Regions from separate parts of the Anas platyrhynchos genome. Here region 2 is linked to region 1. A link is a contact called in public Hi-C data. All regions are on one chromosome and are shown on one strand. The core of a region is the stretch at or near the end of the contact, and the rest is flanking DNA. Distances in the headings are between cores, read along the strand shown.

Region 1 (4,099 bases), core at 1,577-4,076:
AGTTCAGAACAAAGCTGCTGGAATTTCTGTTCCCAGTTTGGATTGATCAACCCGAGGCAGCTCTGGCCTGTTTTTCAAAAATCCCCACTACTTGCAACATCTCCTGGCCTCAGATTGCACTTGGGGAAAGCTAGAGACCTCTGAAAGCTCAGCTAAAGGTCTGCAGGAAAATCTGAGCAGCAAAACAAAGGCTTTGTGGATCCACCCTCTCACCTGACACACTGCCTGGAAAGCAACTCGGGTTCAAAGAGATTTAAACCTAAGGCACTGCTGGGTTGAGCCTCAGCTCGTTAGCTCATCTCTGCCTTTTGCTGGCTTCCCCTCCCTTCCTCACGACTAACTGGCACTTGCCCGGTCACCCTGTTTGAGAGTTGGTTTCATTTCAGCCCTTTTTATGCCACAACTTCCTAGATTTTAAGGCCAAAGAAAAATATTGCTTCCATTTACTGCGGCTAACCATGTGCAACACGTCCTTTTGTTACCCTTGCGCTGAGCTCGATAGCTTTGCCTACCAGATACAATCTCTCTCAGAAGGCACTGCAGACGGAGACAGACGTTTTCTTAGCTTCATAAAAACACAAGTAGCCCGAGTCCCTCAGCAACTAGGGCAGGAAAGTTACACTAAGAGGCTCCAACAGCGCTAAGATGAACGTAGCTAACACTTCAGGTCGCATTTTCACTTCAGCTCCTATCACCTCGGTGTGCAGGGGAAGTGTGGACACCCAGCGAAGTTCGCAGAGAAAATCAGAAATGTCAGCCTGATCTTGTTTCACCTCCTGAAGCCCAAATACACTCTGCCTACAAAAAAAACCATGACCACCAGAAAGCCTGGTTTTGAGCGATGTGCCTTTATTCCGTGACACACAGGAGGGATTGGATTTGGGCTGCCAGCAATGAAACTGAAGCACACGCTGGTGTTCCAGCACGGCAGCCTGGGGCTAGCACTGGTCTGGATGCTTAAGAAAAGGGGAAAAAGGCCCAGCAAGCTTGCAGGGAAGCACCACAGAGACGCACTTGGCTGTCAGGTGTATGCACAGAGCAAGTTGTACCTCCTGCCATGCCACGGGGGGAAGGCTGGGGACTAGAGCCTGGGAGACGATCAAAGCTCTCTCCCCTGCTCCCAAGGGGCTGCCCCGCAGCGCCCTTTAAAACAGCACATCAAAGAGGCCTCAGCATTTCCCCGTCTCCCACTGGCACGCTCCGAGGCCTGTGTCAGGATGCTTTTTCACCTCACCAGACCCGGGAAGACTGCTGCTCACTTTCTAGAGTCCCTTACCTCCACACCTCCACCACTGTCCTGGGGCTGCCCCGTGCTCTGCTCACTTTGTGATGGTGTGGAGCAGCTGATGGGGAACCAGGATGATCCTGGAGACCCCTGGAAGATCAGGACCAAGGGATTCTCCTGGACATGCGAGCACAGCCAGTCCTCTCCTGTGGCCCAGCGGATGGGGGAGCAGTCAGCCAGCTGCCTTTGCTCAGTCCTACCACTTCTGCAGGTAGCTGGTAGGCTCCCACATAAATATGCCCCCGTCAAAGGTTTCAGATTATCTTGAACACTTACAGGAGGTGAAATGCAAACTCATCTCCCTAAACACCTGCGGCACAATGCCCATGCTGACCCTGGAAGAACTGTTTCAGCACTCCAGGAACCAGAAGTGATGAAGAGAAACCTTCCCCTTCTGTCTCAAGCATGACATCAGCCCACAGCTTGTAAAGGGGGCAGAAAGCCGCATGCCCTCATAAAATAAAATGGTACCAGTTCAATGATTAGCTGCCCTGGAATCCCTCCTGGCTTCAGCAGCACCCTGCTAGCTATTATCTCTGAAGGATGCTTGTTACAGAAAGTCACGTCCCTCCGCCAAGTTCTCGTGTCTCACTATTTTTGGAACAGCGCACGCGGGCTCTGTGCCTCAGCAACTGTCAGCAGAGCCACACAGAAAGCAAATCCATATAACGATCAGACTAACAGGGACAGTGCTGGAAACAGCATCGCCTGGGGGACCGTCCCCTGAAAGCACCCTGTGGTCATGAGAAAAGGGATAAGGGCAATAAACATAAAAGGCAGAAACCTCTATCCTCTGCTGTTTGACACTATTTGCATGGGAAGCTGATCCCCCCCAGCCCTTCCATTCTCATGCAAAAGAGGTGAGACAAAAGGAATTAAAAGCAAACCACCTGTGCAGGAAGGATGGTGCCTAAACCCCAGAGATGACAGGACCGACTTGCTGCAAACTCATCTTAATTAAAACATTCCAGGCTCTGCATTCCCCAGGATTGAATTACTAACTCCACTAGTTATACGGAGAGCCTCTTTCACCTGGCCTAGGCCTGTATTGTTGAGGTGTTGGATGACACCCATGGCAGGTAAACGGAAAGGAGCAGTTTTGGGTGCTTGTGACCCCTAACGCAGAATCCGAGCTTATCCACAGGTCAGCCCCAGCACCTGTCAGCAGCTCACAGATTAGTGCAGCGGGAGCATAATCCTCTCTGACACTAAAGGATGGTTGTAAGGCCCTAGAAAAAGCAGAAGCAAACGGCTTAGGCAAGGTTGAAAGCACTCGAACCAAGACATTCTATTAAAAAAAATATTAAAATAACAGAGATTTATCTCAGTTTGTGGTAAGCAAGGGAGACCTCACACAGGTGCTGCTGGACCAGGCCAAACCCACTCCCTGCGAGGGACCAGCACAACTCCATCCCTTCAGAGGAAAGGAATCTGGAGGTGCGAGTCCCAAACTGCGCCTCCCTCCCTGCAGAGTGAGGGCCCTGCCCAGGGCCGAGCATGCACAGGGCCATGGCCAGCCTCTGCCAGCCTGCTGCACAGCCAGGGTTTGCTCCCTGGGCTCTGCAAACTGCGACCTACTGGGCAGAGACATCACTTGCAGCTCCTACCACCTAGCGGCTGCAACATTTCTCTGCAAAAAGCAAGAAGGCTGGCTGGAGGTCGGGCATCCTCAGCCCACCGTGGGCTATTAGAGCAGCAAGGGCTAGCGTGCATTGCTTACGCTGCAGCTGGGACTCCAGAAGACCACAGTAAAGAGGCACAGAGGCAGCACCAAAGAACAGGAAACCTTTCCGAAAATGATCAGCAAGTGATGTGAGCACAGAAAAAAAAAAAAAAATCACCTAACTAAACAGGCAAGCAAAAGTAGCAACAATATAGATGAACTCAGACAATGCACTGCTGTTTCTGGTGCTTGTGCCAGCTCAGCTAAAGCTAGCTTACCCGCACTACACAGCGCTGTGCTGTATAGTACAGACATGCCCTGGGCTCTAAGGCAGAAGGGTTTGCTGGTTTGGGTAGAATATTATACAAGAGTCTGAATTCGAATGGCTCCAGCTCCATCCAAACCTTCAGAACCTGTCTTCAAAGCGTGCAGCATTTCAGACACTTCTGAGCTCCTTCTTCCCAGCTCGTGTAACTTTCCTTCAGCTGGAGGGCCCATAACTGGACACGTCTATCCTAGCTGCAGCCTCACCGGTGCCAAGCAGAGGGGTGAGCAACGTCCCTGACCTCCTGAATCAGCCAGGGACATAGTTTAACTTATTTATAAAGAGTCTGCTGGTTCATACTGAGCTTGGCACCTACCAGGTACCTTCTAGAAGGGATGCTACCCAGCCACTGAGTCCCAGCCTGTATTGATGTGTCCATGGCATCAGCCTCTTATTTTCTTTTGAAAAACAGTAAGAAGCCTCAAAATAGCTATTTCCCTAAAAATTCCTAAAGTCAGGCCGACTGAGTCATTATTTACCCAGGATCTCCACTCATTGCAGACTGGAGTCATACTTGTTTTTTTTTTAAAAAAAACACGAACCTTTAATACCACTTTTGTAAAGTTTGGGCTGTAAGTGTACGTCTGATGTAATTTCCACGTAACTGCAAGTGAAACCAGGCACTGTTCTGAGAAAACCTCCCCCCAGCTCCAACCAAATGAAGGTGCTTTGGTATTTTTAAACATGGTTTCAGGGTGACATTTTAAATAAGTGATTCCTTTTAGTTTATATATATGCGTGTGTGTGCCTATATGTATATATATATATATATTCTTTTCTGTCAAGTTAGTGTTACTGAAGGGGATAACTCAATGTCATGTGAAGA
Region 2 (4,076 bases), core at 1,285-3,784, 110 kb before region 1:
CTGACACTAGTACATTCACTAAATTTTTGAAAAACTTAGGACTACTCTACAGTTGCAGAAAAATAGTTAACAAGTCTGCTTTAAGTTGAAGCTTTCAGTTAAAAGAATCCTGAGGAAGATAAATAGGATTGAGATACCATTATTGCTGCTCTGACTGCATCAGCAAGAATGATTAGTGAAATAAATCGCTCCAGACTGTGTACAAATATTAAATGTATAGAATGCACATAAATTCTCAGATGTTTCATATCTTCCAAGTGACATCACTAGATCAAAGAAGTGGCTTTTGTATTTGTTTTTAAATGCAACTGCTAATCCTTTGACTAGCAGTATTTTAAGTAAAAATCTAATTGGCAAGAAAAAAACATAGCAACATCATAACAGAGGGAAAAAAAGATGCAGGGCCATCAGAATCTTAGCCTTCAAAGAAATCGTGTCAAAAACGGCAATATCCACTTAACTTACCTCAACACATAGTTTACACATACTATGCACTGTGGCTGAGAATTCTTAGTGTTGTATATAACAGTTGCTTGAGTTTCAACCCAGACATAGCCACCTTGTTTAGCAAGCATTCTGTACTGCCCTGTTGTCACCTGCCCTTTTGTGAACACTGAAAAAAGAAAGGACATCAGCTTTAACCACGGGCAGGAAAAGAAAGTCAGTTTTCAAGATAAATATTCTCTGCAGATTCCTATCTGCAGTTAAAAGAAAACCCTTTTTTTTTTTTTTTTTTCCCCAGTGCCATATCTTCTCACTTACTATCATGGTGCGTTTTGGTCAGATGATCAGAATCCAGCGCATGGTAGTACTCATAGATGGAACGACCCAGGAGTTCCTCTGGCTCATATCCCATCAGCTCTGTAATTCTTTAAGACAAGGGAGAAGTTGCTAAGTAGAAGCAGACACTGAGCAGTGAAAATACTAGAGCACATGGATGCTTGTAGATGCACAGAGTTCTTAAGAATCTCTCCCATACACATTAGCAGCAATGGTGGTTTAGCGTGAGTTCATTTTGAAGTGCTATTTTTTAATGCTTATTTAAAAGAGAAGCTTCAGCAGGCATAGGATTTTACTTCTGACTGAATATGTATTAATCATGTCCCATGATAGACAGGATTATGTATATTCCTGCTTTCTTGTCCTTGTTTTTTTGCTTAAAGGTAGACAAGCTACTTGTGGATAAGAATATACAGCTTACACAAATGTGAGAACATAATAAAATTATAAAGATATACTTTAACAGTTTTAACCATGCTGCTAAGACAAATTAGGAATCCGATTTGTTCTTCCCACTGTCTACAAAGGAAACAGTATTTTCTTCAGCCCCTAGAGGGCAGTGCTAACTAGAAGAAAGGATTTCTTTGGTCCTTTTCTTTGCCCTATGTTACACACACAATGTGACCAAATAAGTACCTTTCTCTGTGATACCACAAATCCAACAAAGGTGAAGGTATTGCAGAGGTCAGAAAATAACGTGCACTAACATACCTTGCATCTAGCTGCAGCAACTAATTAAGAAATTAATTTCTGGTATAAATAAAAGGAAAGTCTTAGCAAGCAGTAACAAGTAATACCCAATTGAGAAAACCTTAGGCCAATGATTTCTTTCACTTCTGCTTTTCAAATTTGTCAAGCTGAAGTTTCCAGATAATAGTAAGAGCAGTATTTATTAGACTAAATCTGTGATTTCTAACAGAAAATGTTATTTTTGCAGATGTTATTGCATTAAAAGTACAGAGCTTTTTTTTCTTGACTGGAGCCAGCAGATGCTGATCTCCTGAGGAAAGGGTGGGGAAGAAGGTGTTGCAAGGAAATGTGCTTGACAAATATTATACATGTACTCTTTTCAGTCATCTTCAAGGATCTTAAAATCCTTCCCATCTTTTTCAGTGTCCAGAATGATTTTTTTGTTTAAATTTAATTGTTACCGCATTACTGAAGGCCAGTTTGAACAGGCAGTGGTATTATTCTCAAGTAATAACCCTACATCTTGCTTAAATTTAAGAATTTAGCTTTTACATAAAAGATCCTGATCGGTTAGTAAAACCCAAAGCATCCCAGCAACAACTCCATTTTGCAGATGAATCAAGTTATGCTTTTACACAGTCTTACTCCCTAAGTCCTACAATAGCCACCACACATACAACCCCTACAAAGCCTTCAAAATGAGCACAGCTGTTAAGCACAATATGTAGTTTACCTTTCATCACAATAGGAAAACTTCATATCGAGACTGTGACGACTGAGGAACGTTTTACTGTCCAGTGGGACCTCAATGTTGGATGGGTGAGGAATAGGTTCACATATCAACACCAAGCACGTCATGGGAGGCTTCTTGTAGCCGCAGTGAGTTTGGTTACTGCACGTGTCGTACACGCGGATGTGCCCGGTGCAGTGCAGTACCTGTGGGACAGTTACATTTCAGAAGAGACCAGGTTGTTTTCTCTCAAACCACACAGACTGCACTTCCATCAGCACCCACTGAGGGAGTTCTCTCCTCCCCACCTCTCTACGCTGTGCTATCAACAGCAGGAACCCAGCAGTCCTTTCCATCTGATTGTTAAAGCACAGCCAGGTCTCTTCCTCACGCTACGCAGGCTGCAGTCAGTTCGCTGGCTGCCAACTCCTTCCTCTCTGGTGTTTGCAGAAGCAACGCTAGAAGTTTCTGCTTTTCTGTCAGTTGTTCTTCTTTTAAAGTTACATTAATTACACTGGTAAGCAATTACCTCAGCAAAAGGCATCCTACTAAGCCAACTTGAAAGCTATGGTAATAGGAGCAGCCTCCATTTTAGATGTTAAAAGGAGAAATCAAGTGTGTTCTTCAAAAGATGAGCAGCTTTGCATTTTCTGTCCTCCCCCCGTTTTTTTTGTTTTTTGTTTTTTTTTTTTTTAAAAACATTGAAGTAAAATTGTTTACATAGAGCAGCAAAGAGGAACAAGAAACAAGTTGTTTGATCAAGAGCAAGTTAAAAAGAATATTTTGAGCTGTAATGCCACTTCATACAGTAAAAGGTTACATTTTTTCCACAGGAGAAAATGCATTCATTTCAGTTACCAGACTGGGTTCTTTTTATTCTGATTACTACAAAAGGGATAGCCAGCAACTTCAGAAAGAAAAACATACAAGTCCTTCTGTGAGACCTCGATGTCGTACTTACAATACCGAATCAAAAGGAATCAGGTATCAGTGCAAGTGGTGTCAAGTATATTTTCTCAGAGGAGGCTTTACACAAACGTTTAGTAATTGTAATTTCTAATAAGTGAACAACCTCTAATTTAAAGTGGAGAATTAATTTAAAGGCTTTTGAAAAACAAATTTTAAAACATTGTTTCAGTTGCATCCCGATGCACTCAGCATTAAAATTCAGCATATTGAAGCACAATCATTAAATTAGTTAAGTACTTACTGAAACTCCAGCTCAAGTTACGTGAAGGGAAAATGTTGAAATACAGCAAGTTATGCAAGTTATGACATCTGAAAAGGAAGCTGCCAACCTATGCAAGTATTCCTTTGTATTCATTACCTTCCACGTAGCAGACTTTATATTCACTGTTCTTCCCCTGCTGGTCAGTGTGCACTTCATTCTGAGAAAAAAGCTGCGCTCCGTGTTTTGTTCTTTGCCCTTTTTCACAGGACCTAGCAAAAGTAAATAGTAAACCAGTTCTTAAACTCTTGGAGCCATCTTCTGACTGTATTCAAAAAACTGAAACAAAAAACCCACTACTCAAAAACCCGTGTTATAGAACTGTGGAAAAAACAGCTAATAAAACTAGAAGCACTTTTGATTAATAAAGCTTTTCAGAATGAGTTTTGCTGTGAGGTAGGCAAAAAAATGAACTTTCACTGTTTTAAGATAAGTGTTGTATTTGTAGCCAACTCCACACTCCCAGATTTCAGGAAAAAGGCAGGGAGAGACTGAGAATTTAATATATTTTGAAGTTGCAATAGGGGACAAGAGAAGCATATGCAGAATGAGAAGTACTTTAAGCTGCTTTGCATTAAAACAGATCAGTAATTCACTGCAGGGAGGTCCACATATGTTTTGGGCCCATTCCTCTTCAGGACTGCAGTA

What was found. Hi-C and Micro-C count contacts between places; a contact is called where the count stands out from the background.
Region 2: a Hi-C map of subcutaneous adipose tissue shows a contact between it and region 1, with 4 times the contacts expected there. The contact joins two enhancer-like sites. A contact is called at or near these places in 7 of 8 Hi-C or Micro-C datasets (F1 follicle, F5 follicle, liver and 3 more).

What each region holds. Positions count from the first base shown.
Region 1 is chr5:6,627,003-6,631,101 of IASCAAS_PekinDuck_T2T, reverse strand. The region is part of intron 9 of PRKCH (protein kinase C eta); the gene reads right to left. Among named protein-coding and RNA genes, the nearest start is that of HIF1A, 57 kb to the left of the region's middle. Within about 2 kb of position 2,826, at least 5 of the 8 cell types and tissues checked have an H3K27ac peak or open chromatin away from gene starts, as enhancers often do. A contact at or near this core is called in subcutaneous adipose tissue, where this site is marked.
Region 2 is chr5:6,736,344-6,740,419 of IASCAAS_PekinDuck_T2T, reverse strand. HIF1A (hypoxia inducible factor 1 subunit alpha) reads right to left here. Exons shown (of 15, transcript XR_011809425.1): 6 at 3,528-3,640; 7 at 2,204-2,406; 8 at 763-869; 9 at 466-613. Among named protein-coding and RNA genes, the nearest start is that of SNAPC1, 15 kb to the left of the region's middle. Within about 2 kb of position 2,534, at least 1 of the 8 cell types and tissues checked has an H3K27ac peak or open chromatin away from gene starts, as enhancers often do. A contact at or near this core is called in subcutaneous adipose tissue, where this site is marked.